Linked DNA regions of Mus musculus: all the other regions are linked to region 3. The links are chromatin contacts, called in public promoter capture Hi-C maps. All regions are on one chromosome and are shown on one strand. Each heading gives the region's core, a stretch centred on a gene start, on an enhancer-like site or on the middle of the called end of the contact. The rest is flanking DNA. Distances are from core to core; before and after follow the strand shown.

Evidence for each region. Promoter capture Hi-C pulls out the DNA fragments that hold promoters and counts their contacts. Capture Hi-C pulls out chosen DNA fragments and counts their contacts.
Region 1: a contact with region 3 is called in a promoter capture Hi-C map of embryonic stem cells. The contact joins the promoter of Ppp2r5d here to the promoter of Crip3 in region 3. A contact is called at or near these places in 5 of 39 promoter capture datasets (the 3T3-L1 cell line, cranial neural crest, embryonic stem cells and 1 more) and 2 of 115 datasets of contacts at active chromatin or transcription factors (bone marrow-derived macrophages and embryonic stem cells).
Region 2: a promoter capture Hi-C map of adipose tissue shows a contact between it and region 3. The contact joins the promoter of 2310039H08Rik here to the promoter of Crip3 in region 3. A contact is called at or near these places in 3 of 39 promoter capture datasets (hippocampal neurons, liver and neural stem cells) and 1 of 9 other capture datasets (adipose tissue).

The regions. Positions count from the first base shown.
Region 1 is chr17:46,703,680-46,707,867 of GRCm38.p6, reverse strand. Ppp2r5d (protein phosphatase 2, regulatory subunit B', delta) reads left to right here and starts at 2,866. Exons shown (of 15, transcript NM_009358.3): 1 at 2,866-3,035. The coding sequence starts at 3,009. It overlaps Gm52314 (a long non-coding RNA gene), which reads right to left and starts at 2,243. Exons shown (of 2, transcript XR_003952400.1): 1 at 2,160-2,243; 2 at 1-1,326.
Region 2 is chr17:46,771,274-46,776,040 of GRCm38.p6, reverse strand. It overlaps 2310039H08Rik (RIKEN cDNA 2310039H08 gene), which reads right to left and starts at 3,406. Exons shown (of 1, transcript NM_025966.3): 1 at 2,634-3,406. The coding sequence starts at 3,228. The coding sequence ends at 2,884. It overlaps Rpl7l1 (ribosomal protein L7-like 1), which reads left to right. Exons shown (of 7, transcript NM_025433.3): 7 at 305-2,134.
Region 3 is chr17:46,426,417-46,431,187 of GRCm38.p6, reverse strand. It overlaps Crip3 (cysteine-rich protein 3), which reads right to left and starts at 2,246. Exons shown (of 8, transcript NM_053250.2): 1 at 2,195-2,246; 2 at 1,775-1,869; 3 at 1,322-1,379; 4 at 1,096-1,227; 5 at 335-406; 6 at 105-199; 7 at 1-12. The coding sequence starts at 2,237.

The DNA.
Region 1 (4,188 bases), core at 1,617-4,116, 280 kb before region 3:
TTTCGAGACAGGGTTTCTCTGTATAGCCCTGGCTGTCCTGGAACTCACTTTGTAGACCAGGCTGACCTCGAACTCAGAAATCCACCTGTCTCTGCCTCCCGAGTGCTGGGGTTAAAGGCGTGTGCCACCACACCTGGCTTTGATTTGTTTTTTTTTTGTTTGTTTGTTTGTTTTTGTTTGTTTGTTTGTTTGTTTTTTTGAGACAGGGTTTTTCCGTATACCCTTGGATGGCTTTGAACTCATGGCAATCCCACCTCAGCCTCTTGAGTTTGAGAATCAGAGATGTGCACCATCATGCCTGGCTACATTGGTGCATTCAGACACACATTTACTGGGGGTTTAACCTAGGGCCTCACACATGCCTGGCAAGCACTGAGCTCCAATCCCAGTCCCTCCTTTTACATTGTAAAACTGCATGCAAACCAGACTGCCCACTGTGGTACTGTAATCCTAGCACTTTAGAGGTTGAGGAGAGGTGATTTCAGGTTCAGTGACAGCCTGAGGTACATAGCAAGACCCTGTGGCAAGAACAACAAAAAAGAAGGCCCTGGGGACTTGGATTCCCACAGAGAAGAAAAAAAAATCCCACTTGCAGCCGAACTTTATGTGTCTCTGTCCCCTGCTTCCTAGAGGAACCAAGGTCTGCAGGTCTAAAGAGGCTACACAGTCAGTGGCAAGTTTATGCCCCAGGACTACAGTGCATCTTGAGGTTTTGGGTATGGGCAAGGACATCTGTTGATCAGCTCCATCAGAGGACAACTGCCTCAGTTACACTTGTACAGATAGGAATATCCACCAGCGAACAAACACCTTTCTTCCCCATGCAAACAATAGTAGAAATGCAGCCTCACTGTGTGCTCCCCTCAACTCAGTGTTAGTCACCGAGCAAAATGCAATTCTGTATGAGAGCCAGGCTCCTCTCCGTGCTGGCCTTACCCTGTGCTCACTCTTGAAGGCACTCCAAGCTCCTACTTGGCTTAAGCTTCCCTGGCAGAGATCACCCGACACCTCCTAGTTGCAAAATCAAAGTGTTCTATTCAGTGTTTAGCAGACTCTACCTGCCTCTGGCCATTGTGACACCAGTTCCCTCTAACCATCTTTCATCACTTAGGAGTCACCCTCAATGCATCCTTTCCCTGATACTGTCTCCCCGAATCCAGTGACTCACCGAATCCCGTTGACTGTACACGTCTCCGGAGCTCATCCGCTTTTCTTCATTCCGGTTTTTAAAGTCATTCACGTGCATGTGTGTGTCTGTGCGTGTGTATGCCACCTATGCAGGTGCCCAGGGAGGCCAGAGGAGGGCAGGGCGTCAGGTTCCTGGAGCTGGGGTTACAGGTGGTTGTGAGCCAGCTGTTGTGGGGGCTGGGAGCCTAGTTTAGGTCCTCTGGAAGAGCAGCAAGTACTCTTAACCACTGAGCCTTGTCTTTTTTTCCATTCTGTTCTTGAAGTTTTAAAATTGTGTGTGTGTATGTATGTATGTATGTATGTATGTATGCATGTGTCTATCAGGTCCCTTGGGGCTGGAGTTACAGGCAATTGTGAAGCAGCTAATGTGGGTGCTGGGAACTGAATTCAGGTCTTTTGGAAGAGCACCATCTTCCCAGCCCCCATCTTTCCCAATATTGGGGCTACTGCTCTTTGTGTAAGGATGATTGACTATTGTTTGGTTATCATGCTCCTGGGGGAATCCAAGACCTCTTTCCTGGGGAACAAACGGCCACAGGCTTATTTGTAACTTTTTAGTTCTGAGAGTTGTTTCTTTGTTGTTGTTGTTTGTGGTGGCGGGTAGGTTTTTTTTTTTTTTTTTTTTTGTCTTTTTTTTTTCTTTCTTTTAAGAGGTTCTTATTGTAGTCCAAACTGGTCTGCAACTGGCTATAGTTAAGGCTGGTCTGTAACGCCTGATCATCCTGCCTCTATCTTCCAAGAGGTGGGGTTACAGGGGCAAACCCATCACACCCAGCTCGCAGATTTATTTTTGATGGACCTCCTCCAGTTCTTTAATGTAATCTATTGGCTACTAGGATAACTAAAATATATTCCTCCATGTCATTCTGAGGTTTGTGTAATTTATGTGATTGTATTTTAATCGTCTCTTAATACGAGTCTGTGAACCTCATTAGAGTGGGAACTACCTGAGGGCAAGAACCCAGTCTTACCCACTTGAACACTAGCTTGGGTGCGGCGGCGGCTCAGGGCTCAGGTAGGGAACGATGAGGCTGCTTTTTCACTTCATTCTCAGTGGCTCCAAACGCAGCTGTTTTACCGATTCCAGCACCCTTCCAGCAGCTACAGGGACCCACGTCTTGAAGCTGCAGCAAACCAGGGTTTCTTATTTTATTTCAGCCCGGTTCCACCGCTGATAGGCTTTCCCCTCTGCTCCTCTGCAACTGTGATCTAGGACAGACTTGATGAATGCCCGGGAGTACCCTTGGGAGTCTTCTCTATCATTTCACGTGTGCAATTTGAGCTACTTTAAATTCCTGTGAAGAAAGGTGCCCTTTTCGTGTTAGGGCCTTTTTCCTCCAGTCCGTACGAAGCAGGGCAGGTAGAAGAGCAGGGGAGAACATGAGAGCCACTTCTGGAGGGAAGGAGCAGAGCTCAAAGGACTGAAGAATAGCAGAGGACGACGCACAAGGCGACGCCGGAGAACAGATCTGCTAGCCAAGCTCGGGTTTCCCCATGGCTCCGCCTCCTCCACGAAGCCCGACCCTTTTCAGGGCGGGACCTTCCACTCCAGCCAATTCTGGGAGCCGAACCCTGGCGGTTTGTACTCTTTCTTTCCAATGAGAAAAAAGGGAAGCTGCTTGGCTCCAATGACCAATCCGAGGAGGCGGCTCCTGGTTCTCAGGCAGGTTTGTAAGAGTTCGGGCCAATTGGAAGCGCAGCCACGGCTCGGCCCGGGCGCAGCGCGCAGGCGGTGGCGAAGAGACGCCGAGCGGGCCGAGTGTGGCCGAGCAGAGCCGGAGCGGGGCCGCAGGAGCCGGGCCGGGTGTGGACCGGCCGAGATGTCCTATAAACTGAAGAAGGATAAGGTGAGCGTGGCCTTTCCCCTTGCGCCTCCGCCGCCGGGCCTGCGCGCAGCTCTGGGAGGGGCCCGAGGCAGGCCCGGGACAGCCTCAGACTGACCCTCTGGTCCGGCCCCCCGCAGCACTCCCGCGGCCAGCCCCAGGGCCGCGCGACTGCCAGCACCCCCAGTCCGTGCAGCAGCTGGGACAGCTCTCCGTCTTTGCCCGGACAGATTTCCCCCCACCTATCCCTCTTCCCTTCCTCTTTGCTCCTATCCCCGGCCCCCTCCAGATCTGCTCCACTCCCGGCTCACTCCCTTGCTTTTTCTCCCCGCCTTTATCTGTCCCCGATCCCCCACGGTTTGGGACAGTGCTCATTTAAGACCGCATTTCCCTCCAGTACTTCCCCCACCCCCGCCCTGAGCAGCCCCTTCCCTCTTCTCCTCACCAGCTTAAAAGACGGCCTCTCCACAGTTCTGTACAGTCCCTCCTTCCCCCCCCCCGCCCCCCCACGACAAGCCCCTGACCTAGAACCGCTCTGCTTTCTCTCTCCTCCGCCCAAATCTGGCCTAGGCCCCTCCCTCGAGTCTTCCTTTACACACAAACTTGTAAGCCAGGACCGAGCCCTTCTTCTGTTGATGGAACCCCAGAACGTCTGTGCTGGAAGGGAGCTTTGGAGCACATGCAGACTAGCATGCTAGTGGTACAGATGAGGAGACTGAGGCCGGGTCAGGGGAAGGGACTTGTCCAAGGTCACACATCCTGCTGGAGGCCCAGCTGCAATATCAGGTCTCCCAACTTGGAGGGCTCTTCTGTGCAAGTGCCTAACTGGCATCAGCTGGCTTCCATGTTCACCCTAGACGGGACTCGGTTTCTAATCTGTTAGAGGCTCCTCCCTGTATTCCTTAGGATAACCTTTGCATTTCCTTTTTTTGCACCAGGACAGGATTTCTCCCTTTCTTCTGGCCTGTTCTGTTTAGTTTTCTTCTCATTCTGCCGTCCAGTACACTCGGTTTCTTTATTATTTGCAGTGGCAGAGATCAGACCCAGGGTCTTGCACATGCTAAGCATGTGCAGTACCATTGGGCTACACTCCCAACCCCACAGGCCATTTCTTGATGTTACCGTCTTTTGCCATCTTTTGCCTCCAAACCACCCTGACCTGTCCCTGCCTTTCCCT
Region 2 (4,767 bases), core at 2,157-4,656, 340 kb before region 3:
CTGGCACTTGAAGAATGAGAGTTGTTCTGTGTGAAAACAGGAACAAGCCTGTGTGTTGACCTGTTGGAAAGGGACAATGCCTGATACAGCTCTGTTAGGTCACGGGCTAGAAAATGTCTATGTTGCTGTGGACTTTTAGCCTGCAGTGGAGGAGGAATCACATCAGAAACTGATTTCAGAAGGACTATGCAGGCCGGTTGGTTACCTGTTCTGCTGAAGGATCGCGACTGGAACACTCTGTCGCTGTTCTCTCAGACCCAAGTTGAGATTGGTTTGTTGACACAGCTGTGTTTTCCCTCCTTAGGTTTTCCAAAAGCACCCCTCGGAAGTGTTTTTGTCGTCGTTTAAAATTATCAAGTATCTTCAGAGAAGATTATTTTCTGCCTTCAGAAACTGAAGGAAGGCTTGGGCCTAGAGAACGACAGTAAGGTGCGAGCACCGGAGACACTTAACACAGCTCAGTCCATGGAAGGACGAGTTCCCTCATTGGCTGCCTGTCTCGAAATCCACGCAAGCTGTGGAGGAAAGAATTACCCTGCTCATCCTGCCTTCTATCTTGGTGTTTAATGTTGGGTGGGCAACAAGCACAAACCTCCCTCCCACCCCCTCCAAGACTGTTAGAGCAGTGGGCCAGACCAAGCGGCGCACTTGAACATGGATCAAGAGGGTCCCGGTTTTACTTTTTATTTTTGTCAGGGTAGGCAGTCTTGTGTTTGCTTTGTTCAAAGCAGGGTCTCCCTGTTGGCCCTGGCTGGCCTTATACTCCACAGCAGTCCTGCCTCCTCCTCCTAGGTGCTGGGATTAAAGGCGTGCGCCACCACGCCCGGCTACAGCCTGCATTTTTATGCACATTGGTCTGTTAAGCTAGTTGCATTCTGTGCTACCGGAGGGGACTGAAGTTTAATCACTTGTCTTCTATTAAAAACTAGTGTTTGCCTGGGCCTGGTGTGTATACCTTTAGTTGCAGCGCTTGGGAGGCAGAGGCAGGCAGACTTCATGAGTTCAGGGACAGGCAAGCCTGCTCTACAGATTTCCAGGATACCCAGGGCTACACATAGAGAAAATGTTAAAGATAAACAAAAAGCTGGACAGTGGGGGAGCACACCTTTAATCCCAGCACTCGGGAGGCAGAGGCAGGCGGATTTCTGAGTTCGAGGCCAGCCTGGTCTACAGAGTGAGTTCCAGGACAGCCAGGACTACACAGAGAAACCCTGTCTCAGAAAAAAAACAAAACAAAAACCAATGCAGTGATAGATTGTTGTTTCCTAAACCACATGTACCCAGGAAATGCCCACTAAATTTCACCTGGATCAGTGTTAACTGATCATTGGGAAATGAGGTGACCAAAAATGCATCGCAACCTTGGACAAACAGCATGGCTATTTAACATTCTGGGATCCTGCAGAATCCTGCATCTTCCTAAGTAGGGAAGCACTGTAGCATTGGAGAGAGGCCTGGGCGAGCAGAGCTAAGGCTTCCATTTCTGGCTTGCTTGGAATTTAAAACAAGCTTTTTTCTATATAGTAAAAGATTGTTTTTAAGATTTTTGCGTGTGAGTACATGCCAAAGTAGCCAGGAAGTGTCACTTGCCCTGGAGCTAGAATTACTGGCAAATGAAGGCTCAGAGGTGGATGCTGGGACCAATTCTAGGCCCTCTGAGAAAGCAGGTGCACTTGGCTTGTGCCTCCAGCCCCAAAGGCGATGGCTTATTGTGAGCCTGAGGCCAGCCAGGGTTACAGAGACTCAAGAAACAAGTGGGGTTGTCCATGTTGCTGGAGATGACCCAGGTCTATTAGGACCTTGACTACATGGATAGACATTCTGGCAGCTAGTATACTGCCATTGGGGCCTATGGAGAAGTAGCCACCGAGCCTATTTAGAAAGAAGGACTGCTGGCAAGCTTGGTGTCACTATGAAGGCAGACAAAGATCGATGTATTAACGACCCCGACTCCAAAAACACTCGAGGGGGCCCAAGGTGGGCTCAGTGGTTAAGAGCCGTTCGCCCAGGGGCTGGAGAGTTGGCTCAGTGGTACCACATGGTGGCTCACAACCATCTGTAATGAGATCTGACGCCCTCTTCTGGTGTATCTGAAGACAGCTACAGTGTACTTACATAAAATAAATAAATCTTTAAAAAGAGCCGTTCGCCCAGTCCCCTGGGCATCTGGCACCGTTTCACAAGTCCTGCGGGGAGGAAAGAATGCTCCCTCAGAAACCCAGGGCTTAATTCCCAACTACTAGTTTCAGCCTTGGAGATGAATCTGGGTAAGGCACCTGCTGCCAAGCCAGAGCTTAACCGGGGGGGGGGGGGGGGGGGGGGGGGTCTGGTGCATGGTGGGAGGAGAAAGCCAACTCCTATGGGGGTACCAACTACCAAACTGCCTCTGCTCGCACTACCTTAGTTGCTCCCAAGAGTCAGGGTTTTTTAAGATTTAGTTATGTGGCCAAGCACACTGACAACAGAAGAGGGCGTCAGATCCCATTAAAATGTGAGTCACCATGTTTGCTGGAAATTGAACCTTGATCCTCTGGAAGAGCACCGAGCCCTCTCTCCAGTCCCCCAACTCCAAGAACCAGGGTTTCTATGTATCACTCTGGGAAGGAACCTTTTCATCAAACCCAAACGACTGCCAAGTTAGAAATGCCTTTTGGATATCGGTTTATCGGTATCATCAGAACAAGCGGGTCCAGGAGGTTGTGCTGTCCTACAGTGACAAGGGAAACTTATTTCCGTTACACAAATGGACTAGGACACAGTATGAAGTTGAAATTTGGCATCCAAAAACAAAATTACTAGGCAACATTGAGTCCCACAGGTGGCAAGTGTCCAGACTCAAGTTTGTGTAGGACCCAGTCATGCCCTCGGGAAACACCTCGAGCATCAGGAAACCCTTGGGCCTCCGTCGAGTTGGGCGGCTGGACTGCCCCGGGATCGCTCCTCGATGGTCGGAGGCTGCGTCCTCGTGTCTAGGGCGATGGTGCAGGGTGAGGCGGCCGAGCCCGCATCTTCCCAGGGCTTGGGCCTCCGAGGGAGCAGAGACGCGGTGGGTTCACCGTGGGTCGCAGTGATGTGGCGTTTCTCCAGGCCCGGGACCTCCTGGCCCTTCTGTACCAGGTGCAGGAGCTCCGCCAGGGTCACCGAGGCAGGAGCTGGCTCGGCAGACGCCAGTGCACCGCTCGGACTGGAGACACCGCCACGCTGGTCCATGTCCTGCCACCAGCTCATCCCCCGGATCCGGCTGTAAGCACTTCCGGGTGGAGTGGGAGCAACCACTTCGTGAAAAGTAGAGGGGAGCTTAGTAACTTAGCCCAGGGTAGACCTTCCAAGACCCGGGCTATTTGTGCAGAAGCTGCAGCCTGGGTTAACCTCCAGCTCTCATTCCACAACATGAGATGTGCTGCGGTGGGTGAGGAGCGGGCGGGGTGGGGTGGGGGAACGAGCCAAAAAGTGAAGTTTTTGCACCCAGTGAGACAAGTGTGAGGAGGCGTGGCTGTACAAAAGCACTTCCCTTTGGCACGTGTAGATGCGGACGCAGGCTGCGCGCTCAGGGCCGGGAGGGTCGTCTTGGTAGTTTGAGTCTCGCGCTACAGTCCAGAGCGTGATTCTGTATGCTTTTCCAAGCAAGCAAGCAAGCGCTCGTCACATTTGTTAATTGTGGTACTAAGGATCAAATCCCTGGTTTTTGTTGTTGTTGTTTGGGTTTGGGTTATGTGTTGTTTGGGATTTGTAGTCAATTTTGGTTTGAGCCAAGGATTCGTCATCTCCCAATGTCTGCTGCGCTACACCTCCCAATGCTGTTCAGATTTCTGTATCAAAGCTATCCTGACAGGATGCAGTGGCTCATGCTTGTAACACCATATGCTCGGGCCATAGAGCCAGCCGAGTTACACACTGAAACATGTAAGTATATAATAAACAGCTTGATCTGGCACAGATCAAGAAATCAGTAAGTAAAGCATACTTTGCATAATGTTAAAAGCACACAGCATGTTTACCCTTCACCGGAAACAACCCCATGAAACCCAAAAAGTGGGTAAGATGGCTCAGCAGGTAGGGCTATTGAATTTTTATCCCCGTTCTCATGTTTTCAAGGTCTCCTGTAGCCAAAGCTGACCTTGAACTTGAACTCACAATATAGTCTGTGTGTGTGTGCGTGCGCGCGCGTATGCACGCGTCTGACTTCGGATCCTTGCCTTCGAAGGGCAGAAGTAGGCAGACCGCCGCATCCAGCTGGCATTTATCTGGGTTTGTGGGCATTCAAATTCTGACCCTCACACCTGCACGGCAGGCACTAACTGCTGACCATTCCCAACCGCGGCTTTGAACTCCTGGCCCTCCACCTCCGCAGTGCTGGGATTACAGGGGTCCATGTCCAGTATGTGCTGGGAATTGAATTGTATTGTATGGTGCCGGGAATGGAGCACAGGAGTTTATATGTATTAGCCAAGCACTCTACTAACTGAGAGCTCTGTCTGCAGCCCCTCTGGCACACTTTTCCTCATGTAATGCTGAACCTCTTAGGGCTTCCTTTCCTTTCCTTTCCTTTCCTTTCCTTTCCTTTCCTTTCCTTTCCTTTCCTTTCCTTTTCTGTTTTGTTTTTCAAGACAGGGTTTCTCTGTGTAGCCCTGGCTGTCCTGGAACTCACTCTGTAGACCAGGCTGGCCTCGAACTCAGAAATCCACCTGCCTCTGCCTCCCAAGTGCTGGAATTAAAGGCGGGTGCCACTACTGCCCGGGCCCCCCTTTAATTTTATTATGTGCATCT
Region 3 (4,771 bases), core at 997-3,496:
CATGCCATCATGCTGGAACACAGAAGAAGAATCTTCTCAGCTTCTCTTCCCACTTCTCGACTCCTCTCTCCCACCCACCATAGCCTTCTCCCTGCCCTGCTCACCTCCGCATGACTCCCAGCAGTCAGGGTCTTCCTGCAACGTTGGCACCTCAGGCAGGGTCGGTGCCAATTTCTGCCCAAAGACATCACTTTCTCAGCTGTTGGTGGAGACCAGTGGTAGCTCTTCCATTCTAGGGGCAGGGCAGGGCAGGGACAACTCCCTGCCTTGAATCACCTCCCTACCCTCTGCCGCCTCAACAGTGCTCCTCACCAAGCTTTCTGCTGCCACTTACCAAAAAAGACAGGATCCCCACATCCAGGGCACAGTGAAGTCTCACCAGTGAATGTCTTCAAGTAGGGAGGCCCTTTAATGGGAAGAGGCTCCGGATAGGGCTGTGGTGGGGGCCAGGCCCTGAGCAGGGGCTTCTAGCCCCCACCTGTACATGGATGGCACTGTCCTCTCCCCAAACCCATTTGTCCCCGCCACCACTCTCCTCCCCCAGGCAACCGTGAGCTCTGTACATAGTCCTTTCTGACTCATTCCACCCAATCCATCAGCTTCACTGGGGACCACCTGCTTCCTTGTCCTCCTTCCCAGGGCCTCGGGAGCCCACCAGTTCAATGGCTCAGTACTGGTAGTAACTCCAGCACTGGGAAACCTGAGCTGATACAGGAGCTGGCCAGGGCAGCGGTGTCAGGTGTTGAGGAGCACGGTGTCACTGCCCACTGCAGGAGTATGAGGAAGGGACAGGAACAGAGAAGAATCTGAGGATTTGGCCCCATCCTAAGGAGCCATCGCTTTAGGTCTTTCCCTTCTATGCCCTGGCTGGAGGAAGGGGCCCAATTTCTAGGCCAGCCTTGCTTCTGCTTGGTGGTCATTTGTCTTCTCTGGGCATCTCTTGTAAAATGAGGGTGATCATGCTATCTGTCCAATTTACCTTTTAAACTCAACTCACACGAGAGCAGAAAAACAGGGCCAGCAACAGGACCACAGTGTCTACTGCAGCCTGAGGAAGGGTCAGAAGGAGAACAACTAACGCCTGCCTTCACTTACTTTTCTTGGCCCGGGAGAGGCCAGTCCTTGGCCTGGGGGGGCTAAAGTTGCTGGGGCTGAGGGAAATGCGGCTGGCAGGAGGGGGAGTTGGGAGGTTGTAGAGATAGCAGCCCACACCACCAATGTTGACCCCTGCAGAGAGAAGACCCAATAATGGAGGTCAGGCTCTAGTTCCTAGCCACAAGGAAAGTTTGTGGCCCCTGGCCCCTTCTAGGCTGGAACTTACCTCTAGGTCCAAAGAGAGCCCCATAGCAAGGCTTGTGGCAGTATGGTCTCCCGTTGTGCTGGGCACAAGCACAGGCAGAGGGAAGGGTCACTCAGGGCCAAAGGGACATGCATGCCTGTACAGGCTTTCTCAATCCAAGCTGTCAGGTGCATATGTGCACTGCAGCTAGTCTGATGGATCTTGTAGGGATGGGTGGTAGGCTAGCGTGTCCAATTGCCATTGTGGAATAGGGGTAGAGGTGGGAGACAGAGCAGCTGCGTACCCCTCCCTCAGAACCATGGGTCAGCAGCAGCTCTGAGCCTGTCAAACTCTGGCTCACATGAGGCTCAATGGGTGGGTCACCCCGAGCTTGTTTGTGGAGGTTCCTTTGCCTTTGACAGGTCTCCAAGGCTGAAATTGGGGTCTATAGGAGTAGGGGTGTGACAGAGGACTGTCACCCTGGCCAGGCCTCACCTCTGCATGCCCGCCAGGGGACAAGATGCTGTGACAGCGCTCACATTTCAGGCAGAAACGGTGCCAGTTCTTGCCTAAGGAGCTCACCTTCTCAGCTGTGGGGAACAAGGTGGGTTCGGGCTGCAAAAAATCCAGCCCAGCCCTGCTTTTGCCCTTTCAGCCTTCTGGGAAAACCGGCCCAGCCAGCCTCGCTCCCTGGAGACAATGAATATTGTTTCCAGGAAGAAGCTCCATCCCACCCTGGTGTCTCTTGCTTGGGCTCTTGGAGGTGTGGCAGGCACTTTGTTTTCAAGCGCAAGCGCGCGCGAGAGACACACACACACACACACACACACACACACACACACACACACACACACACAAATACAGGGGACCCGGGGGCTCAAGGTTGCCTTTACTCCTCCTAGGTCCCAGCCTTACCAAAGTAAACGGGTTGCTGACAACGCGGACAAGTCCAGCTCATGGTTCTTCATGAGATAGCTTAGTCCAAGCAGCAACTATAGGAGCCCGCTGATATGCCCCGCCCCTCCACCAGCCCTGCCCACTATTCAGCTTTGAGCCCGTTTGAGTTGTGGCTGCTCATTGGGCACACACACACACACACACACACACACACACACACACACACACACACACACACAAACTTAGAACTGAGGGACCCTGAGACTTATCAACTTACTTTAAAGAACTTCAAAGTGGGATACAGACTTGGGAGGGAGGGAGCCCTGAGTTCAATGGCCTCTCTGGTCAGTGAGAAGCAAGAAAAGGCACCATCAGGCATTCTTTAAGTGGTTTAATTCTTCCTTAGTGGAGGAGGGCCGGAAGCAAGGGAATGTGAAGGCCATCTTCGCTAAACCATATTTTTTGTTTGTACTGGAAGTAGTAACATGGTAACAGTCTCCATGGCACAGGGTTGTAATGAGAACTGGGCAAGTTAATCTCAACAGCGCAGTGCCAGGCACATAACTGCTATGCAAGCACCATGAAGAACCCTGTGCATATATATAGAACTCACATCCCGGTCTATAAGTCCCAAAATGTGCCCCTACGTACAGCTGGTCTACAACCTGCTCATACGATTATCACATCTGTTAAACACCAGCCACATATTTCTAACTTAGTTTAAGAGTGTAAAATGGGGGGTTGGCGAGATGGCTCAGTGGTTAAGAGCACCAACTGCTCTTCTGAAGGTCCTGAGTTCAAATCCCAGCAACCACATGGTGGCTCACAACCATCCGTAATGAGATCTGTTGCCCTCTTATGGTGTGTCTGAAGACAGCTACAGTATACTTACATATAACAATAAATAAATCTTTAAAAAAAAAAAAGAGTGTAAAATGTTGTGGAGTCACCAATGATCACCCCAGAAGGTGAGGGATAGTTCCAACCCAATGGTCACACAGATGGCTCCGGTTAAACTAAATGGGTCACAGAACAAAACACAAACTGAAGATGATGAACCTGGGAAGGAACAGTAGGGACCCAAGTGGTAGTGTTCAAAATGAGACAGGAGATGGTGTGTAGGATGGCAGAAATCAGACTACATTACAGACTTGTGAAACTGACAAATAACAAAATTAATTTAAAAAAACCCCGTAGAAACCACTGCCCCCAAATCATTGATAGAATAAATTTAAGTTGTAGAATGCATTTTAACTTTTAAAGCAGACTTTATTATAAACATTATTTTTTTACCAGTTATGCAGTTATTCAGATGAGATTTTTTTAAAAGATGTCTTTTTAAAAAGATTTATTTACTTATTTTTGTATATGAGTACACTGTAGCTGTACAGATGGTTGTGAGCCTTCATGTGGTTGTTGGCAATTTAATTTTTTTTTAGGACCTCTGCTCACTCCAGTCAGCCCCACTCACTCCAGTCAGCCCAAAAAATGTCTTAAAAATGTGTTTTGCTATATTGGTGCACTGTGTGCATGCAGTGCCCTGAGACCAGAAGGGGGTGTGGGACCCCCTGGAAATGGAGCTGCATGTGTTTGCGACATCATCACTTAAGTGCTGAGCTTTCTCTCCAGCCCATTCAGATAGGGAAAAAAAAATCATAAAAGTAAATAAACACACAGACAGCTAAAGGCTGGAGAGTAGTATCACTTAACAAAGGCCTACAATGCAATCTTGAGAACCTGAATGTGGGTCTCTAGAACCAGATGCCATGGCACACACTGGAAACCTCCTGACAGAGGCGGGCGCCCGGAAGATCCCTTAGCAAGGCAGCAGTCAGTGAGCTCTGGGTTCAGTAAGTGGTTCCTGTCCTTCCCTCCGTCCCTTTCTTCCTCCTCCTGTTCCTCCCTCCCTCCCTTTCTTTTTTGGTTCTTTGAGACAGCCTTTCTTTGCATTAACAATCCTGGCTGTCCTGGAACTTGCTTTGTAAACCAGGTTGGCTTCAAAATCCCAGTGATCCCTGTGCCTCAGCCTCCTGAGCACAGATTAAAGGCCTGCACCACTCCACTTGGCCTGTGATCACATTTCAATGTCAAAGGAGAAGACTTGAGGGGACACTGGCTGCACCCCTCCATCCCCAGCACACACAGCCTAAAACCAGATGTGGTGATATATTTGTATAATCCTAGTCCTTGGAAGGTAGAAGCAGGATTGGGAGTTCTAGACCATCCTCAGCTACAGATGAGTTCAAGGCTAGACTGGGCTATATGAGATCCTGTGTCAACAAAACAAAACAAAACTCCAGCAACCAAAAGCCAAGCCAAGCTGAGCTGAGCCAAGCCAAGCCAAGCCAAGCCAAGCCAAGCCAAGCCAAGCCAAGCCAAGCCAAGCCAAGCCAAGCCAAGCCAAGCCAAGCTGAGCAGAGCAGCAGTATCTCAGAGAACACTTGAAAGTTCTTGATTCATTGTCCTTAGTCATTAGGGACATGTAAATCAGGACCACAATGGGCACTGGTTTAAAACCCACTACTCAGATGGATGTTATTGTGTTGGCAAAGATATGGCTACACTGGATCCTTACACACTGTTGGTGACAATGTA